Linked DNA regions of Triticum aestivum: region 1 is linked to region 2. Evidence: chromatin contacts called from public Hi-C data. All regions are on one chromosome and are shown on one strand. The core of a region is the stretch at or near the end of the contact, and the rest is flanking DNA. Distances in the headings are between cores, read along the strand shown. Region 1 holds the start of LOC123085093 (protein DETOXIFICATION 48). Region 2 has its middle 74 kb from the start of LOC123081743.

The links. Hi-C and Micro-C count contacts between places; a contact is called where the count stands out from the background.
Region 1: a contact with region 2 is called in a Hi-C map of leaf, with 3 times the contacts expected there. The contact joins the promoter of LOC123085093 here to the enhancer-like site in region 2. A contact is called at or near these places in 2 of 5 Hi-C or Micro-C datasets (both in leaf).

What each region holds. Positions count from the first base shown.
Region 1 is chr4A:55,348,691-55,356,407 of IWGSC CS RefSeq v2.1, forward strand. It overlaps LOC123085093 (protein DETOXIFICATION 48), which reads right to left and starts at 4,073. Exons shown (of 2, transcript XM_044506675.1): 1 at 3,588-4,073; 2 at 1,307-3,267. The coding sequence starts at 3,737. The coding sequence ends at 1,501.
Region 2 is chr4A:54,603,732-54,610,754 of IWGSC CS RefSeq v2.1, forward strand. No RefSeq gene overlaps it. Among protein-coding and RNA genes, the nearest start is that of LOC123081743, 74 kb to the left of the region's middle. Within about 2 kb of position 4,885, at least 1 of the 8 cell types and tissues checked has an H3K27ac peak or open chromatin away from gene starts, as enhancers often do. A contact at or near this core is called in leaf, where this site is marked.

The sequences.
Region 1 (7,717 bases), core at 2,823-5,322, 740 kb after region 2:
AGGCATGCGGCAGCGAGAGGGATACACGCGAGAGACATCATGGATAGACTTGACTTACGCCATGCGCGCGCTCATGGAAAACGTCTCGTCGATCGGGCACGGCGAATAGCAGCCGGACCCCGGTAATTGGCGATGCTGATTGAGCCCCGTCAACCGTCAAGGAATCTATCTTTATCTTCTGCTGCTTCTGCTGTGCCTGCCTCCCTGCCTCCCTGCCTTTGCCGTGTCCGTGGCCAGGACAGCGGGCGCTGAAATCCATGGTACACCATGCACTTGATGAGTGGTGGCACTGGCCGTGACCCGTTGTATTTTTCCCGCTTTTCTCCTTTTGGGAAAGATTTTCTGGTCCGGGGTCATGGTGACTGGCTTAGCTGCTTAAGAAAAAGCGCAATTGTACAAATGGGAATGGAATGTGGGGAGCTCGGTGATGAGGATTGGCCTTCACAAGGCATGCATTTTCTGCCGATTCTTTATTGGTACCACAGAAAAATCTTTTCGATTCTAGTAGTATTAATTAAAGCTCACAAACTGAACGTATAAAGAGTTCACAAAAACCACACGATTACAAAATGCAAACCCGAAACAAGAAAGAGGAAGTGGTCGTGAGCAATCCACTGATGCGCAAAAGGGCCTTTTCCATATCCGAGTAGTATCACACCGGGTGCTGCCATAAACCCCCACGCTTTATTCGAAGTTTGTACGGTGACAGGGCCAAATATTTGCCGTAAGATCCTTTTAGGAAAAAAAAGGGTGATCTGGGAGGGGAAACAGAGGCATGCATGCAGCAGCAGCAGCAGCAGCAGGCATCGTTCCTTTCCTTTGCGCTGCGCCACAAAGTTTATTCTTCGCAAAATCGCAAGACACCAGGGGCAGCTTTCTCGGCGAGTGCTTTGTAGATATCGGGGGATCGTACTACGATCTTTATCAAAAGGAAGGAAACGCACAAAAAGGAGCGGCAAATGAGTTGGAGGTGGGAGCGGGCGGTGTGCGTGGAAATGGCAGCAGCGGGGCGCCACCATTGGCCCCGCACGCTTGCATCCACTCGGGGAACAGCGCTACAGCATCAACTCGTCTCAAATCATCAGGCCACCAACAGTGGCATACGTACCAGTACCTCCACGCCCGTGGTGGATGGCTGCGTGCGCACACACGTGGGAGGCACTTTTCAACTCTCATCATCCATTGATAATGTGCACTCTCGTGAATATATAAATATAAAAATATATATATTGGACCTCTTATGGTGTGGCTAGTATTTACAGAAGGCTTCCAGGAGTACCAATCTGGGGCAATGATAAGCAAGAAAAGGTGAAAATAAGAAGGCCAATATACATAATCATTTCCTCCTCAATACTCTCTCTCTCTCTCTCTCTCTCTCCCTCTCGCTCGCTCTTTATCAAAACCTCGCCACCGAAAAAGAGGATGGCGCGGAGATGGATCAAGTCAATAGCAACAGCCTAGAGTTATCAAAACCCAGAACCAATCCATGGGGCGACCACCCTAGACCTGGCCGCCCCCACGGCCATCGCCGTCGCCATCGTGCTCGTGCGCCTCCTCCCCCTCCTCCTCCACGTCCCCCACTCTGATGAGCGGGGCCCGCTCCGAGACGCACTGCTCCTTTCCTTCCTCCGCCGTACAAACAGCGCCGCTGCCGCTGAAGCTGCTGCTCTCCCTGTCCCTATCCACCGCATTCGTGTCGCCATTGCTGCCGCCGATGCTGCTGGAGCTGGCCATGGGCATGAGCCCTTCCTCCAGCTTCTGTAGCGCGTCGTCGTTGCCGCTCTCGCTGATCGGCACGTAGCCGTTCTTGTTCTTGCTTCCACCGGCATTGCTGCCGGTAGCAGTTGCCGCTGTTTTGGTGCTAGCGGCAGCACTGCCGCTTGATGTGTTGGCGTTGCATTCGGAGCTGTTGGAGCTGGTAGTGGGTTTCGTCAGCTCCTTGGCGCGCGCCACCTCGACGTCCCAGTCAGTGGCGGCCACGGCGCGCGCCATCCACACCGCGCAGGCGGCCTGCGCCGCCAGGAGGCCGAGCCACAGCCCGGCGAAGCCAAGGCGCGCGCCGAAGGCCAGCGCCAGCCCCACCGGCATGCCGACGAGGTAGAAGGAGGCCAGGTTGATGCGAGCGCCGCTGGCGGGCTGCGCGCTCCCGCGGAGCACCCCGCACCCGGCGGTCTGCGGGAAGTTGCCGAGCTCGCACAGCCCCGCGATTGGGAGCGCCACCGCGGTGAGCCGCAGGATTTCCGAGTCCGACGTGAACATGCGGCCCCAGTGGTTGCGGACGGATATCATGAAGGTGGAAGCGACGGCGCCAATGACGAGGCCGATGAAGAGCGCAGCGCCAGCGGCGCGGCGGGCGCCTCCCGGGCGACCCGCGCCGAGCTGGTGGCTGACGCGCGTGGACGCGCCCTGGCCGAGCGAAGACGGGAACACGTAGACGAGCGACGTGGCCTGGATGAGGATTCCCATGGAGGCCACGGTGGCGCGCGGGTTGGGCAGAAGCCCAGACAGCACGATCATGAGCTCGTACCACCACCACTCGAGGCAGACCGCCGTGGCAGTGGGAACGGCGAGACGGAGCATCGCCCCCCAGCCGCGGAGGCAGTCGGAGGTCGGACCCACCCACGAGTCCCTGTGGGCCCCCGAGATGGCGAGGAAGCACAGGAGCGCCAGGAGCAGGTTGAGGTCGGTGAGCGCGACGGCGAGCGCGACGCCGGCGACGCCCATGCGTAGGCGCACCACGAGGAGGTAGTTGATTGGCCCGTGGAGCAGCACAGAGAAGAGAGAGCACGCGGTGATCGGCAGCGTGAGGTTCTGCGACCGGAGGTACACCCGCAGCGGGTGCAGGACGGCCAGCACCGCCAGGTCGGCGGACGCATACGCCGCGAACGTCTGCGCGGCGCTGGCCACGCCCTCGTCCTGGCCGAGCAGCTTGAGTATGTGGCCCGTGGAGGTGATCCACAGGAGGGAGATGGGCAGCGCCACCGCGAGGAGCAGCAGCACGGTTCGGTGGAGCGCGAGCGCCAGAAGCTTGCCACGGCGCGCGCCGAAGGCCTGGCCGCAGAGGGGCTCCATGCCGAGCGCCAGCCCGGAGAGCACGGAGTAGCCCGTGATGTTAGCGAAGCCCAGCGCGAGCGAGCCGCCGGCGAGCGCCAGCTCCCCCAGCTGGCCGAGGAAGAGCATGGAGATGAAGCTGCGCGAGTACATGACGAGCCCCGTCACCGCCATGGGCACCGACAGCCGCCCGATCGCCCGCGCCTCGCCGGCCACCTGGTGCCATCCGTACACACGAGCACACGTAAGTCGATCAGCTCAGAAAAGCAAACTAGCTCGAGGAGCTTTCCTTTTCCTCCCGGCCGGTTGCTGTTACCGGCCAGGCAGTAAATAAACATTAAGCAGCTAGCTAGGCAGCGACCTTTCACGTACTGTAGCTAGCTAGCAGCTGAATGTCTACCCTGCTTGTACGTGTGCATGCCATGCCAGTATGAAATTTACCGGCCGGGGCACATGCAGATGCAGGTGGAGGAAGCTGGAGATTATAGAATGTGCGCATCTACACGTAGAGCACGCACGCGCGCGCGCGCGTATACCTTGGAGAGCGCCAGTGCGCGGGCGCGGTGGTGGCTGTCGTCGTCGTCCTCCTCGTGGTGGTCACCCACGGGGTGGAGCAGGTGGGAGGAATTCTTGAAGCAAGTGAGGGGCGGCGGCGAGGGGGGCGGGCTGGCGCCGGTGTTGCACATGATGGCTCAAGGCCGGCTGGAAAGTGCTTCTTCCCGGCCGGCGGTGCGCCGCGCGCGCGTCTGGCTGGCGCGATCTTTCCACTGTTGGAGGAGATGTTAGCCGCTGGCTGCTGTCCAGCGCTGATTGGTGGGCGGTACAAGCTACAAGTACATTTGACTCGTTAGCTTACCACCCAGCTTTCTCTGCTTCTCTCTCTCTCCCCCCGTGGGATTGGTGCTTGCTGGTCCGGCCTTTTGGTCTCCTGGGCAGAGGTGAGGCTGGCTGGTGAGTGGCGAGTGATGAGGAGGAGGCGCTCTCTTTGCTGCCTGCTTCGGGTCGCAATGTGGGAGGGGGGGCTGGGCTGGCCCGTATATATACACGCGCGCGCGCGCGGTGGCGGGGGAAGGCGCGCACGTACGTGTCCCAATTCGCGCGCGGGGCCGGGCCGGGCCGGACCGATTTCCATCATGGAACGAACGAATGAATGAACACGAATGGAATATGTATTATTATTTTCTTCCGGGCCGGAGGAATGGAGTGAAGTTGGCTCGGCATATATGCGCCTGTCTCGGAATTCCCCTATCCCTTCGCCCGCCGAATGGCATAATCTCGCACGCCTCATCTGTCGGAAAATCGGACCCAACAACCTCGCCTCCCTCCCCGCCCCGCCCCGCCCCTGACAGCGAAGTCGTCGACGCAGATTACTTACCCCGTTGCTTTTGCCCTCCCCCGGTAATTATCTACTACTGTGTCACGCAAGCGGCCCGGTGACGGGTGAATAATCGGTGGCTCGCTGCCGAACTGTAGTATACGTAGAGTAGGGTTTGGGATGGGTCGATCCCAGGCGTCTCCGCTTGACCTACACGGTTAGCTTGCGCCGCGCGGTTATTCTCGACGGGTTACTTCTTTTCCGTACCCACTTCAACTTTTTCACTTTCGCTAGCTACCCATGACGTCGTATGTATATACAGAGCCATCAGCCATGCATGCTGCCGAATTTTGGATCGCGTCCATGAGCTAGCTAGCTAGCTAGGCACCATTTTCACCCACGAAGTCTGAACCAACCAAGTTTACTGCATCGAGTTCTTCACCGCACCAGAATGTGAGTTGTGAGAATGACACCATTAGCTGAGGGGGCTAGCTAGGGCGATAAGAACCGATCAATCGGGTCGCTGTGCATGCGCGCCTGTCCGTGCGCGCTTAATGGCGCTACACGTTGAGGCCAGCCAGAAGCAGAAGCGCAGAGGCTCTCTCATGCCAATGCCATGCATATATCTGCCCTGCACTTGCCCTGTCTGCCTGTCTCTCTGCATTGTTCACCGCTACTTGCGCACAGCGATCGACCGATCGATCGGCCACTGGCGCTGGTGGCATGCCGGTGGTCCCTGCGAGTGAACGAAATGAAAAAGAATAATTGTTCCCTTTTCAGAGTGGCAGCTAGCATTTGATCCTCGCTCCTGGCCTGGGGCATGCAGATGCAGTGCAGGATTTTGCAATCTAGCGAGACGATTCGTCGGAATTAAGCCGGTCGGTGTCTGTGCGGCGAAGCCCATGCATGTGGCCCGGTTATTCGCCGCTCTCTTCCTCTGTACCCACTTTGGCTCCTCCGCCGTCCTCCGTTGGTTACTGATAAAATCGCTGCCATTTGAGTCTGAACATGGCAATAGTACGAAGCAGTGACCTTTCATTCTAGTACATTCCTACCAAAAGCTGTATGGCCTGTGTCTTGCAATACGTTCCTTTCATTCCACCGCAGCCCAGCCCCAGAGCATCCTCGACGCTCTGTGCGTGGACTCTGCATTCGCTTCCTTCGCTGCTGCACGATGATGGCAATGCTACTGAATTTGTGCCTTCCGCAACTTGACGCACCATCCCTGTCAGCCAGGTGGCCTCCATTGCGGACGATCAAGAAGCATCCTCTAATTGACGCTCCATTTTGATGGCTAGCGTGTAACGTTCGTTCCAGTGCCTGTCTACACTTTAGCCCCAGCAGCTTATCTGTGTACGGCTGCTTTTAGCCGCTTTGTTTGCTTTTTATTTTTTGCGGGTGAAAACATGTATTACTCATCTCAAAGGTTCGTACAGTCGATCGTAGCTAACTCCATAGCAACCGATTGGCCTGGCCCAACCTAGATCATAGTCCTGCCCTCAGAACGAGCAAACTTCACTATACTATCACTAACCATATTCTGGCTATAACTTACATGAATAATACAAGATTTACATAGAGACATAAGATATTTGATCTCCTTGATGCGAGATGTGTAGACTGATCTATCCACCTCTTTTGCTTGGATCAACTTAAATGCAACAGGAGAATCCATCTCGATCTCGATGGGTAATTCGCTTCTCTGGATGGTAAAAGACATACCCTCCGTACATGCACACAATTCAGCTTCCAATGCTTGTCGACATGAAAAAAGTTGCCTACATGAAGAGAAAATGACAGTTCCCTTTTCATCTCTTAAAACCATATCAACTTTGTTTCAGTTGCTAAGTAGGTGTCGTTCCCTAGCATTCCATATCTCCAACCAAACTTTCTGAACTTTAGATTACTATATAATATGGATGCATGATGATATATACAAAAAATTCAATACAACGTCAAAAGACGCCACTACGGGCATCCTCGTCCAAGACCCGAACGGTTCATCAAATCATTATGTAATAACTCGTTCGCAACCATATGGGACTGCCCACTCATTGCCGACGTTTCCAAGCAAAACCATCAGCCAAACCATCATAGATGACTCTTACTATTTTAGAGACGACTGTGGTGAAAAAAAAGACAATTGTGGATTGGAACTATCTGTGACCGTAAAATCGAGGCCAAATTAGCTCCGACCGTTCCTCGTCATGCGAGGGGTATAGTCAGTCTTAGGTCGATACTGGGTTTTATGATTAATTAATGGCGAGGTAGTTAAGAAGACACAAATTTATTTTGGAAACATAGCTCGTATTGATAGGTGGAAGCATCTTCTGTTGGAGAAATTAGGTATTTTCTGAGCGAGGCCTCCTCCACTGCCTTACCCGCCACCACGCGGCATCTAACGTTTCCTTGTATGCCGATGACGTCGTCATCTTCTGCCACCCGGACGCCCACGACATTTCTATGGCCCGAGGGATTCTCCACGTCTTTGGTACAGCGACTGGGCTTCACACCAACCTGTCCAAGTGCTCAGCGGCGCCTATCTGCTGCTCGATGAGCACCTCGCCATCATCAACACCGAACTAACTTGCACGATCACCCACTTCACGGCAATTAAAATACCTTGTTATCCCCTCTCCATCAGGAAGGCGACCACGTTGGACCTCCCATCGCTCGTCGAGAAGTTCGAGAAGAAGCTCTCTACCTGGCTCGGGTGCATGTCATCCCTCGTGGATTGGCTGGAGCTAGTCGGGCATGTTCTCTACACCATGCACCAACACTTTCTCATGGCGATTGTCCTAAACAAATCCATCCTCACAAAAGACTAATTGGATCATCCACGGCTTCTTATAGGCGCGCCGCAAGGATGCACGTGGAGGGCAATACCGCATCAACTGGTTGCGTGTTTGCCGCTCTCTCTCCCTAGGCGACCTCAGGGTTCGCAACCTACAGCTCGCCGGGGTGGCTCTACATGCCCAGTGGCTATGGTTGCAATGGACGGACCCATCGTGCCCTTGGAGCCACCTTCACTTGAGTTGTAGCTACGGTCGTGGTGAGCGTTTCTAGTGGAACTTGTTGAATTGGTGGTTATTTTATTAGTTTCATGAAAATGAAATTAGGAGCTCTCCTTTGATCGAAAAAGAAAGAAAGCAGGTGATCATGCATATCCTCGGTCACCTTGCGATGGACCGAACCCAATAGGATATCCAGACCAGTCAACCCTTTCGACTCATATAACAAACCATAAAACTCATTTTACCACCCCGTTAATTCCTTGTATACACAGCGGCAAAGCGTAGTGGAGACCAAATCGGCTGCTTGTTCATGTCTCCCGATTTCCTCTTCGTGGAT
Region 2 (7,023 bases), core at 3,635-6,134:
TTATGATAGTAAATACACTCTATGTGGGGCGTTACCAGTAACGCCCCGGACTTAACTCACCTTAAACCCTCTCCTACGTGGGCTGGCTGGGGTCCTGGCGCACTCTATATAAGCCACCCCCCTCCGCAGGTAGAGGGGTTCGGCACCTTGTAACTCATATACACATAATCCACTCGACCGCCTCCGGGCTCCGAGACGTAGGGCTTTTACTTCCTCCGAGAAGGGCCTGAACTCGTACATCCCTTGTGTTTACAACCTCTCCATAGCTAGGACCTTGCCTCTCCATACCTATCCCCCACTCTACTGTCAGGCTTAGAACCACGACACCATTCTCCCCAACCTCTTGTCTACATTGAGCCACATGCTCTCCATTACAGAGCAATCCAACACAGGAAGGAGTAGGGTATTACACCAGCATAGTGGCCCTAACCTAGGTAGCTCGCGTGTCCCCTTCGTGTCCGGTGAGAGCCAGCGTGCCCGTCGTGATTCCGTCGTAGTTGTCGTTGTGTCGTAGGTCGCCAAGCAAAGCTACCCAGAGTTCGAACCCTAGTTATTGGAGAAGTTTCTTGGACGCAGATCCAAGACTCTGACACATACATAAGACAATATTCATGCAAAAGGAATACTTGCATGAATTGTAAATAAGAGGAAAGCACACACATGCAAAGGGCTATTTGGTTTAGTTCATGAATTTGAAAAAAGAACTTGCAGATTCGATTAAAATTCACGTTTGATTATTTTTGAGGATTTGAGAAAGTTCACAAAATTGAAAAAAGTCCCTAAATTTGAAAACATCCACAAATTTGAAAGAAGTTTAGGGATTTGGAAATGTTCACAAAATTTAAAAAGGCTCATGAATTCTAGAATTCTTTGTGCTTTTTAAAGACTTAATGAATTTGAAAAACACAAGTTCATACAAAATTTAAATGAAAAGTATCGTTCAGTTGCACAAGCTAGTAAAAGACCATCAAGGTATCCGTTCCGGAAAAGAATGAATTCCCATTTTGCACAGGTTCAAAACGTTAACGAATTCAAAAAAAGTATTTGTGAAGTCAAAATAGATCACAATTTGAAGATAAATATTTTTGAGTAGGAAAAACTGTTAGTGAATCCAAAATTTATTTGTGAATTAAAAAATGTTTGCATATTTCAAAAAAGTTCATGAATTAGAAAACAACTCATGGATTTTTAAAAAGTTATGAATTTTAAAAAAATGTGGATTTGAAAATGTTTGTAAATTTGGAAAATGTTGATGAACTCCAATTTTTTAACAAGTTTGAAAAACGCTCAAGGATTTGAAAATTTTCATGAACATGGAAATTGTTCATGTACTCGAAACAAGTTCATAAATTAAAAAAAAAATCTTGTATTTTAGAAAAGTTGTAAATTGAAAAAATTCAGAAATTAGGAAAATGTTCATGGTTTGAAAAAATCAGGTATTTGGAAGAATTTCACAAAACTGAAAACGTACCCAAATTTGAAAGTAGTATTGTGATTTGGTAAATGTTCATGAAATTGAAAAAGGCTCATGATTTTAAAACTGTTTGTAGTTTTTTAAAACTCTTTACGAATTTAAAAAAAGGTTCATGGAAAATTAAAGGAAAAAGGGAAAGGCAAATAAAAGGAAAGGAAAAAAAGGAAAAATAAAAGAAGAAGAAGAACAAGAAAAGCAGAAGAAAAGACCAGACAATAACCAAAAGAAAATACAGAGAAAAAACCACAAAAGCTAGAACAAAACTCAGGAAAAAAATTCCAAGGAAACGGAACCTGAGTAATCAACGAGAATCTACTAGAACAATCCCAAAACTAGTGAGGGGAAAAAGAGAAACATGGGTTGGCTCAATAGAACCGACAAAGAGTTATGTGTTAGCCTTGCATACGAAAACAGCTATAATTGGTGCTATAGGCGGCGAATAATATTTCACTTTGTCAAGAACTACTAACCAATGCTTATGGCGCCAGCAAACGTGTTGGCGTTCGCGTGTCTCTATGGCCGGCCGCAGCGTAAATAGCACTCTGGTCGGTCGCTCAGTGGTTGGTTGGTTTGATTGCCATTTTTTACAGCATCTCCATCCTTTAGTTCCACAAGCTAGTAAAAAGACCAGCAAGCTATTGGTTCAAAAAACAAATCCAAATTTTAGTTTTCTATAGATTACAAAGTAATAAATTAATTTTTCCACATGTTTTAAAAAATTACATGAATTTGAAAAACAAATGTTGATGAACAAACATAAATTGCAAGTTTGGGAAAATATATTTGTGAATACAAAAAATATTCGTGAATTAGGAAAAATATTCGCAAACAACAAAAAATGTTCTCCAATCGAAAAATGGTTCGTAAATTTGAAAAATGTTCACCGGTTTTAAAAGTGCACATATTTACAAAATTGTTCACAAATTTCAATCTACGTCATGGATTACAAAAAGTTCACAAATTTGAAAAAGAAAATCCTCGATATGATAATTTGCATGATCTGGAAAACATTCATGAACTCCAATTTCTTAATGAATTTGAAAAACATTCAGGGATTTGAAAAGTTGTGAATTTTGTAAAAATGCTCATGAACTCAAAAAGATCATAAATTAAAAAACATGGATTTGGTAGAAATACCCCAAATAAAAAAGTTCATGAATTCAGAAAAAGTTGATGACCTTATAAAATATTCACAATTTGGAAGAAGAATCGAGGATTTGAAAAAGTTCACAAAGTTATGAAAAGTTTCCAAATTTGAGAAACATGCACAAAGTTGAAAGACGTCCGACGATTAGGAAAATGTTTACAAAATTAAAGTTTATGATTTTGAAAACAATCATGAAAAATTAAAATGAAAAAGAGAAGAAGGAAATGAAAGAGGAAAATTATACAAAAAAAGAAATAAATATAAAAAATCAGAGAATAACCGAAAGAAAATACAAGGAAAAAGGGAGCAAAACAGTCAAAAAACCCAAAAAACTGAACCCGAATGACCACATAGAAACTTTGTTTCTTTGAGGGAAACCACAAAGAATCTTCTAGAACAAGAACAAAACCCCAGAAGAAAAAAAACTAAAAGCTGGGCTGGTCCATTAGAACTGACGAAGAGTCGTGTGTGGATGTTCAGAGAGCAACTAGTTGAGGAGCGCTCCTTCAGGAGCCTCCCAACGAGGGGGTGGACTGAAAGCATGCCACTTGGCGCGCTCTCAACCGCCGTCACATGTCGCACTCTGTGCGCTCTTTTTGAATTTTTCCTGCACGCGTTTTCGACTATTTAGATGGGTTTTTTGGTTTTTTTGGCATTTTGGTTTTCCACCGGTCTCCCATAGCTTTTGTACCAAAGAAATTCCTTTTTTTATATTTTACATGAAAAAACGTGGTTTTGTTTTCTTCTTTCATGAGAGGCGTGAAAAGAAACAAGTTTTCTCTTTTTTTTCCTTCTGCCAGAGGCACAGTTTTGCTTCCGCGAGAGGCACGACCGTGCCTCTTGGAAACAAAAGAAAACATGTTTTCTTTTTTTTCTTCTTCTATGAGTGGCACGATTCTGCTTTCGAGAGAGGCACTGTTGTGCCTCTCAGAAACGGAAAAAATGTGTGTTTTTTTGCTATCGTGAGAGGCACGACCGTGTCTCTCGGAAACGAAAAAAAGACGTGTTTTTTTCGTGAGAGGCACGGTTTTGCTTCCGCGAGAGGCACGGTTGTGCTTCTGCGTCGTGCCACTCGGAAACGAAAAAAGACGTCCTTTTTTTCCTTTCATGAGAGGCATGGTTTTGGTTCCGCGAGAGGCACGACCGTGCCTCTTGAAAACGAAAAAAAACATATTATGTGTTTTTTACCTTCCGTGAGAGGCGCGGCCGTGCCTATCGGAAAAAAAAACGTGTTTTTATTTTTTTTCTTTCGTGAGAGGCATGGTTTTTTTTAAAAAAAAGTTCATCAAATCCAATCAACATGGCATCTAATTTTGAAGATCTCGGTACGGTTTGAGATTTGGACGCACGGTTTAGAAGACAAAACATTTTGAATAAACGGATCTATGGAAAAAGTTAAAATTCCCAAGTTGCGACAAGCAACATGCAGCGTAACACTTGTCACAACATGAGAAAAATGAAAATGATCTTTGAAATGAGTACTTTTAATTAGCGATTTCGGTACGAAAATGGCTATAACTGATGCTTTAAGCGGCAAATGATTTGCCATCTACCCAACAAAGCCTAAGGAGAAATGCCTTTAATGGGCTATAAACTTTCCAGTGTGTTTTTTTAAGCAAGAACCCGGGCTAGTAGGGCTTTGAACGGGTATTCTGATACGGGCCAAGGAACCAAGACGTGCTAACGGGCCATTTACCATATACTTCTCTTGTTTGTCTAAAAAAAACTGTTTCTCTTGTCTAAAAAAATGGTTTCCCAGTCGTGTCTGTTTCCCTAATAAAAAAAATAAAAAAATCGCAGCGTGCTTCGTTCCCCAGTGCGTCTCGTTCATACCTCTCCTGTCGGCCCGTGCCTATCCATGTACTCTCTCCGTCCGGAAATACTTGTCATCAAAATGAACAAAAAAGGATATATCTAGAACTAAAATACGTCTAGATACATTTTTTTATCCATTTTGATGACAAATATTTCCGGACGGAGGGAGTAGTACTTTATAGTAATCTAAATGCTTTTATATTTGTTTAAGAAGGGAATACATGAAAATGAACTGCGCGAGTGCACGTGATAGATATATGTCATCATCTTCATCACTGGGGACGTGAAATATACGTGTACGTACAGCATGTCAAAAAAGAAGATATGTGTACCTGTAACGCGGCCGGTTCAGGGGTGCTGCAAAGGAAGACCCGGCGACGCACGCCACACGACCAACGCACGACAAGACGTTCACACTTGTGTTGTGTGACACCAAAGTTGGGAATGTAAAAAGAAAAGACACCAAAGCTGGGAGCGTTCAACACTGGCTCGAAGCCGAGTGGGCTAGTGTGGTGCATCGCAGGTGCGCGCGTCAGCGCGTGTGTGCACGCAGATCTGAACGAGGCGGCGGTTGCGCCCGCAGCTCCTCCCGAGTCGGCGCAGCGCTCAGCTCAGCCGATATGACCACGGGAGTACGCCGCGCGACGTACGCAACGACGGCGCCGCCGGCGACCCGGCTCTCTAACTCTCTCTCCGGCTCGCCAATCGCAACGTGCTCCGGCGTCCGGCCTGCGTGACAGCCACGGCCGGTAACATGTATGTGACGCGCTCGACGTGCGTGCGTGCGTCTGGCTGTCGCCCTCCCATCCATCCAGCCCCGCCGCGGGTGGGTGGATCGGTCAAGATGCTGGCTGGCTGGTGGTTGCGTTGCTTGCCGGGACGGTGCGCTCCCCTGGCGCCGTGCTGTGCCCGCACGGTTCTCCTCGCCTCGCCTCGCCTCGGCGCGCGACGTTGCGCGCCCACGCACCATGCATGCGTGCGCTCGGCGAGATCTTCTTCTCCGTACGTCTCGCGCCCGGACCCGGCCAAATACTCACCCCGTCTCACGGGCGGCATCCATGTCAGCGTCGCACTGTCGCGCCCGCGATCGCGCGCTTCACTTCCGCGATCTCCGAGATCCGCATAGGTCCCTTCAGTGACATCAGTGCTGCACAGGATCGAGTACCGCCGGCCGGTCGCTTTCGGAGCATGTCTCCTCGGACGCATGGAGAACAGTCAGTGCGGCACGTCTTGACCCCGGGCAACCGTCGCAGCGCTGTCCGGGGCCGCGTCGAGCCACTGTCGGCCGGCTCGCTGACGCCGACTCGCGCGCACCCAAACCCCTGCCGGCCGGTCAGCGGCGACGTGGTTGGCCGATCCACACCTCGACGGCCGGAAAAGCGAGCAGACTACTCTCGCGCTTTTGCGTCCGCCTCCTGTCACCGGCTCGCCATTGCCATCTGCCTATCTTGATCTCTCCCGGTGAGTGGACTGGTCCAAGGACTAGTTTGAAACGGCCACTATTGCTTGCTCCATTGGCCGGGTCGGTTGCAATGAGAGATCCTTTTCTCCCATTGGCGGTGCATGCATGGTCTAGCTTGTGGGACTCGGTCACCTACTATGTCCATGGATCAACCACCGTTCCCTCTTGCTCTCACCTTTCTGCATTCGGCTTTGACCAACCTCTTAGACCATAAGAGAACGTAAAGTGCATTGTGCAAAACATATCGCGACCGATGATTCCCGATGGAATGTAGGTGCGGTGCTCGTCTGCTCGACGTCTGACGACCGGTCAAATACCTGGAGCATGCTCAATAGGTTCGAGCTCTAGATCTGTCCGGTGTTTGTTACTATCCGATGATGACGAGTGTGCAATATTGACCATGCACATGCAGATCACAATGCCCGTTAGTTTTTGAACATTCACGGCACATCTAGTCGTGCAATACTGGTAAAGCTCCTTTTCACGCCATGCATGCGTGATTTACCAAAGTACATCCCTTGCTGAAGATTTCTTTCTGAGAAAACCCACACGTACGGGACAGTAATCAATTTCCAAGCTAGTACTAGGCCCCAAACCAAATAGTATAGTACATCTATCTATTAGGCTATTGTACAAACAGGTCTCGGGCGGATCTGACTCAGACTCAACTTTGATCCATTCAGGAACTGGAACGAGTATATATATTAAGTCATGAGGTGCACAAAGAATCTTTATTGACACGCATAATACTTTACTTGCATTAGAAAAGTAGAGTATGATTAACAACACGCATAACAACTCAAAATCGATTGTTACATGCTGGGAAGCTTCAAAAAACTCATAATTAAACTGATCCTATAATCTTTTTTGCCCTGATAGCTTTGGGAACTTGAACCAACTTTGTTGCATGAATCTTATCGTGGCGACCGACTGTATCGTTGTGCCTCAGTCTTTCCCTCACTCCCACACGACAGGATATCATATTATTACGGGTGCAATGATGGATTAGTACAAGATCTAGCTAGGCGCCCTACAATGCAGGTCCTTTAAGCTGTACTTTGCCCTAACAAAAAATGCACTACGTCAGATAATAAACACAAAAATTCTTCAAAGTAGGCTATTTCA